Linked DNA regions of Mus musculus: regions 1, 2, 3 and 5 are each linked to region 4. Evidence: chromatin contacts called from public Hi-C and HiChIP or PLAC-seq data. All regions are on one chromosome and are shown on one strand. Each heading gives the region's core, a stretch centred on a gene start, on an enhancer-like site or on the middle of the called end of the contact. The rest is flanking DNA. Distances are from core to core; before and after follow the strand shown.

Region 1 (2,700 bases), core at 165-2,664, 350 kb before region 4:
TTAGGAAAGGGAGCAGATCCCACTCGGCCTTGCAGGCCTGAGCTGCAACACCAGGCTCAGCAGGCTCTGTTACCAGAAAGTGCTAACAGGGGCAGCCCAGGCCTCTGTGAGAGACCTCCCTTGAAAGGATCCTGGCCAGTCCTCTGGCCAATACCCACTGAGAGGCAGAGAACAACCACGAAGGAAGAAATGAGAAGCCTGAAGGTTTATAGGGAGGCTATTTGGCCCTACCCAGCCTCTCTGTGGGCTCTCTCAGCCACTATCCATAGAGCTTGAGGTTTAAAGAATGCAGGGAAGAGAGAACAGGCCCCAAACTGATTAGGACCCAACTTTCCAAACAGACACAGGTCACCCTCTTCCTGCCCCAAACACCAGGCAGAGCAAATGCTATTAATAACTGCAGCCTCTCTCCAGGCCACGAGGGCTGAGCCTGCTCCTCCAACTCGGCCAGCTGTTCTGAAACAGGTTTGGGAAAGTAATCTTTGGCACGTAATGAAAAGGGTGTGTAAGGGAGGGGGGTGCCCAAGAGTTCTCTATCAGGGCCAATATTATTTTTAATTGCCGAGAATCAGCCTGTGGCCGTTACTCAAGGCTGCAGAGACCGGGTTTGCCAGGGATCGGAAACCAACTTCAAGAGGAGTTGAAAAGCTCATTCCAAAGACTGTTCATTACTGAGCTGTGGCTTCTTGTGGAAAATCAGGTTATGTCTTGACGTTTGTACAATCCATTCTCCATGCCACCTCTCTCCCCCCTGTATCCCGCCGAGAGAGTGAGCGAGCAGTGAATTTGAGTTATCTGGGAATTTTAGTGTCTGACCCCCCCCCACAACCTCCACCCCACCCAAAGCATGACCGATGGCCCATTTTTCAAGCCAAATCTTGCCCCATGTAGGCAGCTGTCATGGAACCACAGAAAGTACTTGAAGGAGCACAAGCAATGGCTGGTTCTAATCTGGAGGGGGAAGAATATGAATTAACAAGGCAGTTCCTTATGGAAGAATGTTTTCTTTTCTTCAGCCTCAGCCTGCATATTTTCACAACATGTGTACTCTGTTACCTTGTCACTTCCCTGTTTTCTTTGGGTAAATAACTGGGCTCTGGACTTCAGGAAGAAAGAAAGAAACCCAGCCCAGGAGTGTCACTAAGGCAGGCCTGGCTAGCTGAACTAGCAGGGAGGAAGGAGTCTGTGCTGAGGGCCAAGGCAGCTTGTGCAGACTCAGTCTGGCCGGCCTAGCAGGGGCTGTTCACTGATCTCTACAGGTACTGGTGTGGGAGTGAGAGACCCGGGCACTGAACTGCCCAGCTGGGCCCTGTGCTTGGCAGACCTCAAGGCTGCAGGAAGTAAACAACTCTCCTTAGCTGAGTCAACTGTGAAGGCCTCTCTGAACCCAGCAGAGTCAACAAGGCTCACAAAGGCTCTTCTGCCAACTCTGCCCTTCCACTGGCCAGTGAGGCAGCAGGGATGAGAGAGGCCACTCTTGTGGTTCCCAGCAGTGAACCAGGGAGGAACTGGCAGGAGCCAGGGCCTTCTGTGGAACATGGGATAGGCTCTTCCTCCAGATCGAGAAAGTGTTTGGATGTGTTGGTGATGGAGTCCCGTGCAGATGTCCAAAGGCTTCTGTTCTTGTCTTCCAGGGATGCTGGGCTTTTCACTTGAACATTCCCCTGTGGTGTCTGTCACCTACTCCAGAAGAGGTAGAAAATAAATAAATAAATAAATAAATAAATAACCACTGGGCCACTAACTGGATGTCTTTCAAAGTTGCACTATTAAAGAAGGCATGAGATGATCCGTTGTGGGTTCCTTTAATGAGTGAAGATCTTTTCATTATAGAGCAGCAATGACTCTTTTTGATTTTGATTACATTTTTATTTCTTCATCTGTGCACGTGTGGGCACACATATAGGCGGTGGTCAGGAGACAGCTTGCAGAAGTCAGTTCACTCCTTCCACCACTGGGTCCCAGTGAGTCAAAGTTGGGGTGGTCAGGCTTTGTGCAAACCCCTAATCCACCCAGCTACTTCACCAGCTGAGTAACAGCAACTCTTACTTACTCAGCTCTTCACCACTGATAGTCAGAGAAGAAAATCAGAATTAGAAATGATGGATGACTCACGCCTATAATTGCAACACTTGGGTGACTGAGGCAGGAGAATTATGACTTTCAATCCGACCTGGGGTACATAGCAAGGTCTTGTGTTCCCCCCGCAAAAAATTAAACAGAATATAGAACCAATAAAATAATACTATCTTATTGCTCTTGATATTATATAGCATGTAAAAGAAGTTAAGTTTGCCATGTGTCACAGCATGCTTGCAGGAGAAACTGAGGCATACCTATTCAGAGACTGAGACTCTCATAAAGTCCAACAGTGGGCTTGGGAAAGGAAGGGTTAACTGGCTGTTGTCTGGGTGGCTGCATACCTATGTTTCTTTTTTTTTTCCATCTGCTCAGGAGCCTTTGATTCCAACCTTGAAATTCCCTGTCTCACCTTGTAGATCACACAGCCCTCCAGCCTTCCTGGGACAGATCTTTGGAACTTTAAAGTTGAATTTTCGGTTGCAAAGGTCTGGTCCTCATCTGCTGAGCACCTCTTTATATATCCCTGGAGTGAGGCAAATGTCCACAGGAGGGGTCACTTTGATGCTCAGGATGATCAGGATGGTGACTTTGGAAGCCATGCCTATCCTAAATTGCAGA
Region 2 (2,700 bases), core at 129-2,628, 410 kb before region 4:
TTCCCTCTGCCCACCTGCATCCCTGTTCAGGGCCCTGACCAGTAATGTCTGCCAGGATGGTAGGGGAGGGGCATTTTCCAGGTTGAGGGTTTTCTCTGGGTCTGTTAGGGCCTGGAGACGCAGGGAAGCTTGCAATCCCAGGCCTGGGGGAGGGCAGGTAATATGAACTCCCAAGAGAAAGGGATCTGGGGCAGAGGAGAGAGGGAGGGGAGAAGGCTGGCTTTCCAGCATGTTCTCTATACCCTGGTATCGAGAGGCACTCCATCCTTCATTCCTCTGGCGCTACTGCTCCTGCATAGCTGTGCTGACTCACAGTGGACATCAAGGTTCACAAGTGACTGTTCCCAGCGCTGGGGCAACTTCCAAACTGGGTCATGGTAACCAATGGTAACCGGAAGAATAGCCTATAGAGTCTGAGTGTCCCCATAGCTCTCTCTACAGACAGAGTAAGTAAATTTTACCAAGAAGGGAAACTGAGGCTCAGAGAGGCTGAGAGGTTGCCTGAGTCTGCATACGCAATAAGCGCTGCTGCGGCCAGTTGTCAAACCCTGAAGGTCAAACCTCAGAGTCACAATCTTGATGCAGAGAGGGGCCCCGACAGACACTCAGTGACTATTTCCTGTCTTCAGCAGCTTTGGTCAGTGGCGGGGAATCAGAAAGGCACTTGCCCAGACTCTCCCAGCCCTCACGTTGGACAGCCTCAAGTTAATGTGGACAGTTGTGCCTGACTGTCAAGCAAGCCAGTCTGAGCTGGATTCCATACTTTACTTGCTGAACAATCCAAGCCTACTGCTCTCTGAACAGCCCTGGCCAGGAAGAGACCACCCCTGGATCCGGAGTCCGGCGCATGGCAGGGGGAGTAGGAAGAGCTGAGGAGGGAGTGTGGGGCCCCAGAGTTCCAGCGGTGGGTTTCCCTGCTTCAGGCTTGCCCTGGCCAATGGTCTTGCTTTCAGGCTTCTCTGTGCTCTGAGCACATCTAAACATTTGGAGAAAAACAAGAAAGTGAACAATAGGCGCTTGTGGGCTGGAGAACAGGGCTGACTTCCCCCTGGGACCCGGGCGCTGTTCGTAAGCTGCCCCAGCTGCACTCTCACGGTTGGGATGTCACTGGGGCCTGGCTGAATTACAGCCTTGTCCTCCATGGGGCCTGCTACCAACTCCTTTCATACCCGGGGAATGCAAATGTTGGTAGGGGGATCTGGAGCTGTGTAGAGACAGAAAGCTTGCTTTCCTGCCTGGAATTTGGGAAATCAGACAAAAGAACACACACACATACACATACCCCTATTTGGCATGGAAGCTCTGCCAAGCCATGCCCTGACAGTTGTGTCCTAACCAGAGAAGTTTGCCCCACAGGAAAAAAACCAAAACCCCAGCTCTCTATCAAGTGGACTCTGGGCACAGCCCCAAGAAGCTCAGAGTCCACAGGACCTAGAGACAGAATTCCTAATGTGTGCCAGAGCAGTTTCACCAGGAGGTGGTAGCAAAAGTACCCCCATTAGTTATAGCACTGAGGGAGGTGGGCCAAAGGTGCTCTTCTGAGCTGGCTCCTCTGAGGTTTTTAAGACTGTTGCTTCTCACCATTACAGCCTAAGCCACAGGGAATGAGAATGTAGTCAAAGTATCAAGATTAGAACAGAGAAGAACAAAACAGAGCCCAGACCCCCTCTCAGCTAGGGCTGACCAGTGGTATCATTCATACCCAGTAAGTAGGGCTAAGTTTCCCTGTCAAGAGTTCCTCACCTTTGTTCCCAGGACTGGAGGCGGCTTTGAGCAGTGTCCCGTCTGGGTGGCATCCCTGGAACAGGTCTCAGGCCCTGGTGTTTTTGAAGTAGCTGCCCAGACATCCCATCATAGGCTCAGGAGGGTGAATAGCCCTTCTACTCACCCCTCCCACTCCCCAACAATGTTCTGGATCTGAGAGCACTTCTGGGTTGTTTGTGCCCAAGGACAGGAGGAATTTGGCAAGAAGTCTGTGGTTGGAGGACAGTGCATTTACTTTGTGAAAGGATGAGTGAAGGACCATTCGGGGAAGTAGGGAGCACTGTTGTCAGAGTTGGGACTGGAGAGATTAGAATGGGTCAGAGGACTCCTATGAAGGACATGAGTAACAAAATGGGGGGTTCAGAACAAATGGGTTGACCTCTGGAGAGCAAAGGCAAGGCTTTAGTGTCTAAGAACTTCAAAATGGCTGTTAGGTCCCGCTAGATATGTGGTTCCTCCTCTTTCCTGCCCTAAATAGTTTTGGAGACAGAATCGTCTTTTTTTTTTTTTGAACTTTTATGAGTGTCTGTTTGTCTGTCTATATGTATGCACATCACAGGAGTCCCTGTGGAGGGCAGGAGGACTCTTGGGAATTGGTGTTATGAACAGCTGTAAGCTACCACGGGGTAGCTTACCCAAGCCAGGTCCTTTGCAAGAGCAGCAGTGTTCTTAACTTGAGCCACTGCTCCAACAGTGAGACAGTGTTTTTATGCAGCCCAGGCTGACCTCAAATTCTCATTCTCCTCCGTCTGTCTCCAGAGTGCTGAGATTAATGGACTACATTATCACCATACCTGCTCTTAGTCTACTTGTTGGTCACCTGGGACTGTGAAACCTTCGTAGTCTCTGCACTTCTCCTGCACTTCTCTGCACTGTTCCTTTCAGCACATTAACATGAGGCTTTGTTCCTTGTTAGGGAGCTGGGCTGAGTCCCAC
Region 3 (2,700 bases), core at 46-2,545, 300 kb before region 4:
ATGTGTCCTTGGCCAGGTTACTGACCTCTCTCTGTCCCCCTCCCATCTGCAACAAGGCTAATGACTGCAATCCCCATATAGGAGGGAGCAGAGGGTGCACCAGGGGACAAACCAAGAATAGGAAAGCATGAATATCTTAGCTGCCATTCTTATCCAAAAAGGAGGCGCAGCGTGAACCTCCTCTCTCAACCACACAACAAGCCTATTTTGTTGTTTTTATTTGTTTTCTTTCACTTAGTTCTGAGACAGGGGCTCACTATATAGTCTTGGCTGGCCCACAACCTACTTCATAGACCAGACTGGCCTTGAACTCACAGCACTGAGATAAAAAGTATTTGCCACCACACTGGGCAAAGCCAGCTTTACAGACCACCAGAATGTTGCGTTTATGTCACCCAAGTAAATGCATTTTTTTAAAGCAATGTGTCACCTTGTTCTTTCTACAGGAATAGAATTCCTTCAAGGACCATTTCTTACAGGAGAGGGAAGACATGGAGGCACAGTAAATGGGTAGGTGACAGGCAAATGGAGAGCCTGGCACTCATGTCAAGGACAAGATAAAGCCTGTCTGCACGGGCTGAAGTAGGGACATTCAGCAAAGTGGTTTTTCTCTGGGCTGTTTGGTGCTTACAGTTTGCCCAGATCCTAACCCAAACTCAAACTGGAACTTCCTGGATGGCGCCACCTTGCCTTGGCAATCCTTAATTTATTAACTCAAAATGCTTCCCAGATCCTGCCCAAGACCTCTCTAACCTGGCTCCCAACTCTCTGTGCTCAGACTCACTGGCCTGCACTGTCACAGCTTTGAATGGGACTGTCCTTGAGATCCATAAAGAAGTACTTCCCCCGGATCCCTCACCAGCCCAAGGCCACTTGCAACCTTCATGGGGGTGTGGGGGGGGGGGGGAGAAACACGACACTGTCCTGGTTTCCACTGGCAGCAACGGTTACTCAGGCTGCCTCCAAACAGCCAGAAGAGTTCCAGAGTCCACAGATCTTGCTTCTCAGTGGCACACACATTCATAGACTTCTCTAAGGTGCTTCCCTGCAGGAGAGCTCTCTGTGAGCTAGGTCCTTACACAGGAGTCTCTGCTGAGGAAAAGCCTTGGACGTGGGGTTAGGAAAGCTGTCAGAGGCTGTTTTGCACAACATCAAACACATTCCAGGCCTTATCTAATCAGGGAGCCTTCTTCAACAGCCATGCAGAGGCTGTTCCTGCAAAGCATTCCCCAGGCAGGGCGAGGGCCTTGATTCTAGAGGCAGAGTAATGGCTCTTTTGGCACAGGCAAAGCTGCCTGGCAGCTGGAGCTTTGAGGTAACCTCTGACCCTCTCCCACAGTTCCTCCCAAGTCCCGCCGCACCACTCTAAGCCACCCTCAAATCCCAGGCTCTAATTGGCTCTGGTTTGTTTTGCCTTTCTCTTCTGTCCAGTGCTTCAAAAGGCACTTCAATAATTGTTTGAGGCACGAAAAAGGCAGGGTTCAGCTTTCCTAACTGGAATTGGAGGTAATTACTGTCTTCCATATTCGAGCCGGTACATGCTGCAAATCACATGGCTCTGGGTTGCTTTCCAGCGGGGTGGCCAGGTCTCAGAGCTACAAGGAGGATTATAGAACTTCACAAAGGCTCTGCTTCAGAGAGAGAAGAATCGACAGGTCTCAGAAGTGCTAGAGGAGTTGTTTATACTCTTCTGCTGTCCGCTCGAGACTGTCCTGAGAGGTTTGGTCTGAAGAGACTTCAACTCTACCCTGGAAGTTTGGGATTTGCTTTTTTATTTTGTTTGCTCTCAATGGGCAGGAACTGACCCCTCCACACACACACACACACACACACACACACACACACACACACACACACACACACACACATAAGCCCCTTCTTGTTTGAAATTAATAACCACATGCTCGACCTAGGCTGCCCAACTTCAGAACAGAACTTCAATGAGTGAGGCTAAGACCCACCTCCAAGAACCAGAATAAGGATTCCATTTTGTGCATTCAAAACAGCAAACCCAAATGTGGAGAGTCTCTGGATCATCCCCCTTCTGCTCCTTGTGGACCCGGAGGGCCTTGTTTAATCGATCAGCTGATTCACAGGACGTCACTCACAGTGAGAGCGGTTGCTGACCCAACCTCAGAGGGTGTGTGAGGTCCACATGAGGTTAGCCCATGTGAAGTGCCTGTCTGGGATCTGTGTATACCAAATGTTCAATAAATATCAGCTAACAGTCACTGTCAAGGAGGGCCTTCTGATGCCAAAGGAGCCAGTCTGAACAGAGCCACCGTGAAATAGTACAATGAAGCAGGAAGGGCTAGGGTGCCAGCCCCAGTGTGAAGTGTCTTCCCTCCAAAGGGAATTGTCTTAAACATCTGAAGTTACCTCTGTCTCAGCCTGGCTCTCGCTCACCATCCTGAACGATCTCATCCAGGTGGAGGGCTGCTGTCCCCACTGTGCTTCTGGCCCTTCTCTTTCCAATGTCCTCCTCAGAGCTCTCAATGTCCTCGAACCTTGACTCCAGGTCAGTAAAGCCGATCAAACCGCACATCCCGGCAAGGGCTCGGTGGAAATCCCCTCTGAGCAGGTGACCTTTACAGGTCGCACACGTTGCTTTCATAGTCTTGAGGACAATGCACAGGCACATACTTATCTGTGTATTTGTCTCATATCTATTTCTAGATAAACTAAAGTTCATGTGAACGA
Region 4 (2,700 bases), core at 153-2,652:
TAACTACAGAAAACACACACACATACACACACACACACACACACACACACACACACACACACGCACACACACACAATCTTAACAAGTTAAAATTGTAGGCTCTCGCTTTACCCTTTAGTTGTTCCAGCTTTGTCCAGGACCCCAACCTTATACCCACAGGGCACATGGGATATAAGCCTGCCAAAAATAATTATGTGCTGAATAAACTAATAAGTGGGGCAAATTAAAATGAAAACATACTGAGACTGAGAGGGAAATGAAGTGTTCTATATTTTTTAAATTAAGGAAAGTAATCAAGTTAGAATAGTCCTTTTTCCTTTGAAGTTATAACCAAAAGTCACATTTTACAAAGCTGAAAAAGGGCATCGTCTCTATTACAGTCTCACGACCAAGCATTGTGCCTCCTTTGCTATGAAGCACTGGTGCACCACAATCCTCTTTGTCACACTGTTGGCTCCCATTCGCTCGCTTCTTACAGTTTTGCAAGAGACTCAAAGTCATAAGTTTGCGATTGTAAACACTTTCCTTGGTAAAGGGCACATACAGTCTTGCTTAAGAGAAAAGATATGATATGTGGAGGATATCCAAGAAACTTAAAGCTACGACGTAACTGCAGAGACCATGGTAATCTATTCCTTACTTTCTGGTCTGTAGTTTGTCTGGGGCTCTTTGATTACACCTGACTTACATCATTCTGTTGCTGATCCTAATCTATATCAGTCACCTATTCAATGTTCACTCCCTCAAGGGCAGTAACCATGTCTTCTCCTATTACTGTAATGTCCATAATGCTGAACAGTCCTCAACACGGTGGATACTGTATACTTCTTAACCAATCTAACAGGAAGATGCAAACAGAGATGCCCTAATTTCAAGGACTAACAATAACATTAGACTGCTCTCTTCATCAAGCCATGACAATCCTGAACATATTTTCTCCCTTGTTATCTTTGTCTTCCATTACAGAAGTGTAAGTGCCTCTTTCCAAACTGAAAAACATTTTCCATTGTAAGTTATACTCACAGCTGGGATCCTGAAATGTTCCCCCAGCAAAGATTTCTATCTGTGCTGCAAAGGGAGAAAGTGCAATGCATGAGCTTAATTCTTTAAACAAATCCAGAAACTCTGGTCCTTGGGCCTAGACAGCCCTCTTAGCTGGCTTGTTTGTTTAATGCCCCATTGCTACTTACCCTTGAGCTCCTGCTGGTAAGCAGTCAAGTGAGTGTGATCAGACTGGGACAGACTAGTGCTGGCGCGGTGGGTATGATCTCTATTATTCTAACAGCTAACATGCCATCCTACACAAAAAGAGCATTGAAAAAGGTAGATACCATGGAGAGGAAGCAGAGGTTAAGAAGCAGCCTAAACAAATACGTTACTCAGAACAGCTCATTTCCCAGCACTCTTGCTTCATCTTGGCTTGGTTAAACAGACTGCAGGCAAAGGGTAAGCATATCACCTTTTACTGTGGTTGATTGTCCATTTTAACTTTTAGATATTGTAGAAAAGTCAGGTTGCTGTGTCATACAGCCGTCACTGAACACTTGTGGTAATACTTCTGAAAGAAATAGTAACTACTTTTAAGAGAATTCCAAGTTCACTGTCAGTCTCTTAGCTTTTCCTCAGAGCACTTCTGAGAAACCAAATACGAATGTTTCTCATCTATTGATGAAGAAACAAGAGAAATATGCAGTTTTGCGCCAAGCAAACCATTTGGATGCTGCTTAGAAAATATGGCCTTGGTCCTCTGTATGGATGCCCCTTGTTGCTGAGGAAACTGGAACAACAACAACAACAAAAACAGATTAAAATATAAGGTAGTATGGAGTACTTCCTGAATAGGTCAAATAAAGCAGTGCACAGAACAGCACTGACACCCAAGTGCAAGGCCAAGGGAAATGTAAGAATGGAAGAAGCGCAGGAATGCTGTCCTGAAGGAGATGAGGGAAGAACGGAAGGCTGAGGGAACAGCATTATATAACCAGGCAAGACAGGCAGAAGCACGTCATGTTCAGGTGACCCAATGGAGCCTGTGTGGATGGAACTGAGATTACTGAGTGAAAGCCCACATGAATGAAAACCACAACAGAGTTAACCCCAAGCCAGGCAGTGGGAACACAAGCCTGTAATCCCAGCATGAGAAAGGCAGAAGCAGGAAGGTCACAGTGAGTTCAAGGCCAGCCTGGTCTACAAAGCTAGTTCCAGGAAAGCTAGGGCTACACAAAGAAACCCTGTTTCAAAAACCCAAAACCAAAATAGTAATAATAATAATAACAACAATAAAAAGGTAACCTTAAAGTTTAGAAAAATTCTGAGTGACTAAAAAAAAGGAACTGAACATGATTTTTGTTATGAAGCTGAAAATATATAAATGTGAAAATATAAGCTGCCCCTAAGTTATCTGAGTAAAAGCTCTCCTCTGATATTCATTCACAAAATGTTCCGATCTAAACTTCTGATTATAGCCTCTTTGATCAAAGACAAATCTTTTATTTTTAATTCTTACAAAACTATATATCTATAAAACAGAGATCAGGGAGAGAGACATAGCCTTACAGATTGGTCACTCAATTACAGCACAGAAAATGTTACTTTCAGAGACAATGACAGAGGAAGAAGTGTCCAAAAAGATACCATGAAAGGCTCCACGTGAGCACTGATTCTTGCTGGGTCCTCCTGGTTAAGGTTAATAAATAAAAG
Region 5 (2,700 bases), core at 174-2,673, 390 kb before region 4:
GAGCAGGGAATGAGGGATGCACAGAGAACCACAGAAATTGGTGTGGGGCAGAACCTGGGGGAGTGGATGTCCAAGGCACACAGTAAGTAAGCTGTTGAGCCTATTAAGAGGCGGTGTTGTGTCTGGAGAAATGTGGTTGATGCAGGAGGATGGATGGCGAGAGGCAGGGAGAGGCTGGGCCAGTGGCCCAGTTGATTAGAGACCAAGGACGAATCAAGTCCTGACAGACTGTGAATGGAGCCCAGTGCCCTGTGTGGAGAAGTGCTTCTCCCATACAACAGCACTTAGAGGTGCAATGGGTGCTCTCAGAGGTAAGGGGTGGGGTGCTCTGTCCTCTCTCCCTAACCCTGCTTTGTGGGGTCCTTGGCTGAGAGGCTAAGGTTCTAGCTTTATGACTTGGGTGATGCCCCGGGGAAGACATTTTGGAAAAGTGTCTCTTCTTACCTGCTGCCCACCACCAGAGCCTGCTCCAGGGCACTCTAACCCCTTGTCTGGTCCCCTGGCTAGGGGTGGAAAGGGGAAGGGTCAGCCTCTTTTACTCCACTCAAGTGTCTTCTGCATGCCAGGGACCTTAGGCAAGGAAGAGACAGGCCATCAGCACTTCCTGTCTTGGAAGGACAAGCCGCTGCCACCACCGCCAACAGACGGACAGCACAGTGGGATTTCCCGGTTCCAATTTGTTCAGCTCAGTTTGATTCTTTCTTTCCCTAGTGAGATTCATGTGGTGATGTTTGCTCTTCGGCAGCAGTTTACGGGCACAGTGGGGTTTGGAGAGACCTGAGATAGCCACGTGAAGGAAGCAGGTTCTCTGAGGCTGTGCTCTCCCAGCAAGGCCTGGACTCGAACCCATACCCAACTCTCAGGCCCTCAGCCCTTGTCAGATCAACTCCAAGGAGCTTCCATTCCAGGCCTCCCAGGACCCTTGGCCTCACACCACTTCCTGCTAAAAATTGCCACAGGCTTCTCTCCTCAGACCAGAACCTCCCTTTGTTTACTTTACCCCTCAGGACTGGGATTTCTTTGGGCCTGGCTCTCCTTTCCTATTAAGGTCTATGAAAAATGGGTGTGTGTGTGTGTGTGTGTGTGTGTGTGTGATGGGCAGACTGCTGTGCCTGCCCACCTTGGGTTATCTGTGAGTCTCCTGTGCTACCAGCCTGGGGACAGCTCTGGCCCTTGTGCGTCCCTCCCCCACATCTGTACACGCCTATCCTTTCCTGTGTCAATTGACATTTGTCCTCAGTGGGGAGAGAAGACCTAAAGGATTTGCACAGAGAGACCCAGGGCAGAGGGAGATAAATGGAATTTGCAATAAATCCGGGAGCAAAGTTGTAACTTGACTTCAAAACAAACAAAAGGGCCAGAACTGCACTTAAGCTCTGCAGAAGCTCAACTCCCAGTGTAAACAGAAAAGAGCAGTGGGGGTGGGGAGCCTCCGAGGGCCTGGGACAGAGGGGCAGGGTGAGGCTGACTGACTTCCTCCAGAGGATAGGGCTGGGGCAAGGTTTCTGTGGCCTTGCTAAGGGTGGAGGAAGACAGGCCAACTGCTGCTGCCTGCCTCTCTTTTCCCATGACTTTCCTGAAGGGAAAAGTGTCCCCAGGATCTGAAAAGTGTCCCCAGAAAGTCTTTTAGAAGAATGTGTCTGTGGTCTGTGGTCTGTGGCTGGACTAGGAGTTTACCCATCTATCCCACTCCTGGGCTGCATCAGATACCTGCATATCTGTGTGTGTCGCTACACTACTCACAGTAACAGGGAATTAGAGCATGCTTAGATGGCCATCAACACACAAACGCATTGCGAACATGTGGTACTTATACGTGATGGCATTTCATTCGGCTGTAAAGAAAGACAAAATTATGAAACTTGCAGGAAAATGTGTGGACCTGGAAATTATACTCAATGAGGTGGCCCAGATTCAGGAAGAGAACACCGTATGTTCTCTGTCCTATCAGATCTTAGCCTGTGATGTTTATATGTAGATCTGTGGGTGCGAGCATAGATATAGGATGTGAAATGAGGACTGCGACAAGAAGAAACAGGAGACTCGGGGGGGAGGACACAGAAGACACATGAAGAAAAGCAAAACGGAGAGCTGGGGGGGGATGGCTTAGCAGTTAAAAATGCTTGTCTGCGCAAGCCTAACCATCCATGCTCCATCCCCAGAGCCTATGTAAAGATCTAGATGTGGTGGTGCACATTTGTGGTCTCAGATGATAAGCCTATGGTAGGCTTTCTCATTCATACCACCATGCTCACTGAACACGTGCCCAGGGATTGCAGGCAACAGGAGAAGCTAGAAGGAAGGCCTGGACCACACTCTGCCTCAGAGTGCCTGGAAGGAGTCCCTGTTAACAGCATCTTGTCTACAGCACTGTGGGAGAAGAGATTTCCCTTATTCAAGCCAAGGTTCACACCAAGTTTGTGGAAACCAGCACAAGGCTGCCATCATTGGTATACTTGAATCTGGATGTCTTTTCCTTAAAGCCATAAGAGAGACCCTGGGCCAGCCCTGTCACACCACAAGGTTGTCTGAGGAGGCAGAGTCTCTAGAAAAGCACAGAGAAGTGATGGGACCCATTTGGTCGGAAGAAAAAGCAAGACCAAGGGAATGAATTACTCATTCATTCATTCATTCATTCACTTGTTCACTCACTTACCACTGGCTTATGGAACCTACTACAGGCCAGGCTCTTAGAACAAA

What was found. Hi-C and Micro-C count contacts between places; a contact is called where the count stands out from the background. HiChIP or PLAC-seq counts read pairs in DNA pulled down with a chosen protein or histone mark.
Region 1: a contact with region 4 is called in a FOXA1 HiChIP or PLAC-seq map of pancreatic cancer cells. The contact joins two enhancer-like sites. A contact is called at or near these places in 1 of 115 datasets of contacts at active chromatin or transcription factors (pancreatic cancer cells) and 1 of 9 other capture datasets (embryonic stem cells).
Region 2: a contact with region 4 is called in a Hi-C map of liver, with 2.2 times the contacts expected there. The contact joins two enhancer-like sites. A contact is called at or near these places in 1 of 15 datasets of contacts at CTCF or cohesin (the NIH/3T3 cell line), 2 of 484 Hi-C or Micro-C datasets (bone marrow-derived macrophages and liver) and 1 of 115 datasets of contacts at active chromatin or transcription factors (pancreatic cancer cells).
Region 3: a contact with region 4 is called in a Hi-C map of the N1E-115 cell line, with 2.8 times the contacts expected there. The contact joins two enhancer-like sites. A contact is called at or near these places in 2 of 484 Hi-C or Micro-C datasets (the N1E-115 cell line and bone marrow-derived macrophages) and 1 of 115 datasets of contacts at active chromatin or transcription factors (pancreatic cancer cells).
Region 5: a contact with region 4 is called in a FOXA1 HiChIP or PLAC-seq map of pancreatic cancer cells. The contact joins two enhancer-like sites. A contact is called at or near these places in 1 of 484 Hi-C or Micro-C datasets (bone marrow-derived macrophages) and 1 of 115 datasets of contacts at active chromatin or transcription factors (pancreatic cancer cells).

The regions. Positions count from the first base shown.
Region 1 is chr12:79,903,730-79,906,429 of GRCm38.p6, reverse strand. Gm46361 (a long non-coding RNA gene) reads right to left here. Exons shown (of 2, transcript XR_001780641.1): 2 at 1,848-2,605. Among named protein-coding and RNA genes, the nearest start is that of Gm51985, 5.4 kb to the left of the region's middle. Within about 2 kb of position 1,414, at least 114 of the 459 cell types and tissues checked have an H3K27ac peak or open chromatin away from gene starts, as enhancers often do. A contact at or near this core is called in pancreatic cancer cells, where this site is marked.
Region 2 is chr12:79,968,754-79,971,453 of GRCm38.p6, reverse strand. No RefSeq gene overlaps it. Among named protein-coding and RNA genes, the nearest start is that of 4933435C09Rik, 34 kb to the right of the region's middle. RefSeq lists an enhancer at 1-2,700. Within about 2 kb of position 1,378, at least 130 of the 459 cell types and tissues checked have an H3K27ac peak or open chromatin away from gene starts, as enhancers often do. A contact at or near this core is called in liver, where this site is marked.
Region 3 is chr12:79,858,381-79,861,080 of GRCm38.p6, reverse strand. It overlaps Gm36132 (a long non-coding RNA gene), which reads left to right. Exons shown (of 4, transcript XR_381728.4): 4 at 447-2,238. Among named protein-coding and RNA genes, the nearest start is that of Gm36132, 7.8 kb to the left of the region's middle. Within about 2 kb of position 1,295, at least 105 of the 459 cell types and tissues checked have an H3K27ac peak or open chromatin away from gene starts, as enhancers often do. A contact at or near this core is called in the N1E-115 cell line, where this site is marked.
Region 4 is chr12:79,558,298-79,560,997 of GRCm38.p6, reverse strand. The region is part of intron 7 of Rad51b (RAD51 paralog B); the gene reads right to left. Among named protein-coding and RNA genes, the nearest start is that of Gm36048, 240 kb to the left of the region's middle. Within about 2 kb of position 1,402, at least 49 of the 459 cell types and tissues checked have an H3K27ac peak or open chromatin away from gene starts, as enhancers often do. A contact at or near this core is called in the N1E-115 cell line, liver and pancreatic cancer cells, where this site is marked.
Region 5 is chr12:79,943,549-79,946,248 of GRCm38.p6, reverse strand. It overlaps 4933435C09Rik (a long non-coding RNA gene), which reads right to left. Exons shown (of 3, transcript XR_381736.3): 2 at 445-570. Among named protein-coding and RNA genes, the nearest start is that of 4933435C09Rik, 8.4 kb to the right of the region's middle. RefSeq lists an enhancer at 14-2,451. Within about 2 kb of position 1,423, at least 93 of the 459 cell types and tissues checked have an H3K27ac peak or open chromatin away from gene starts, as enhancers often do. A contact at or near this core is called in pancreatic cancer cells, where this site is marked.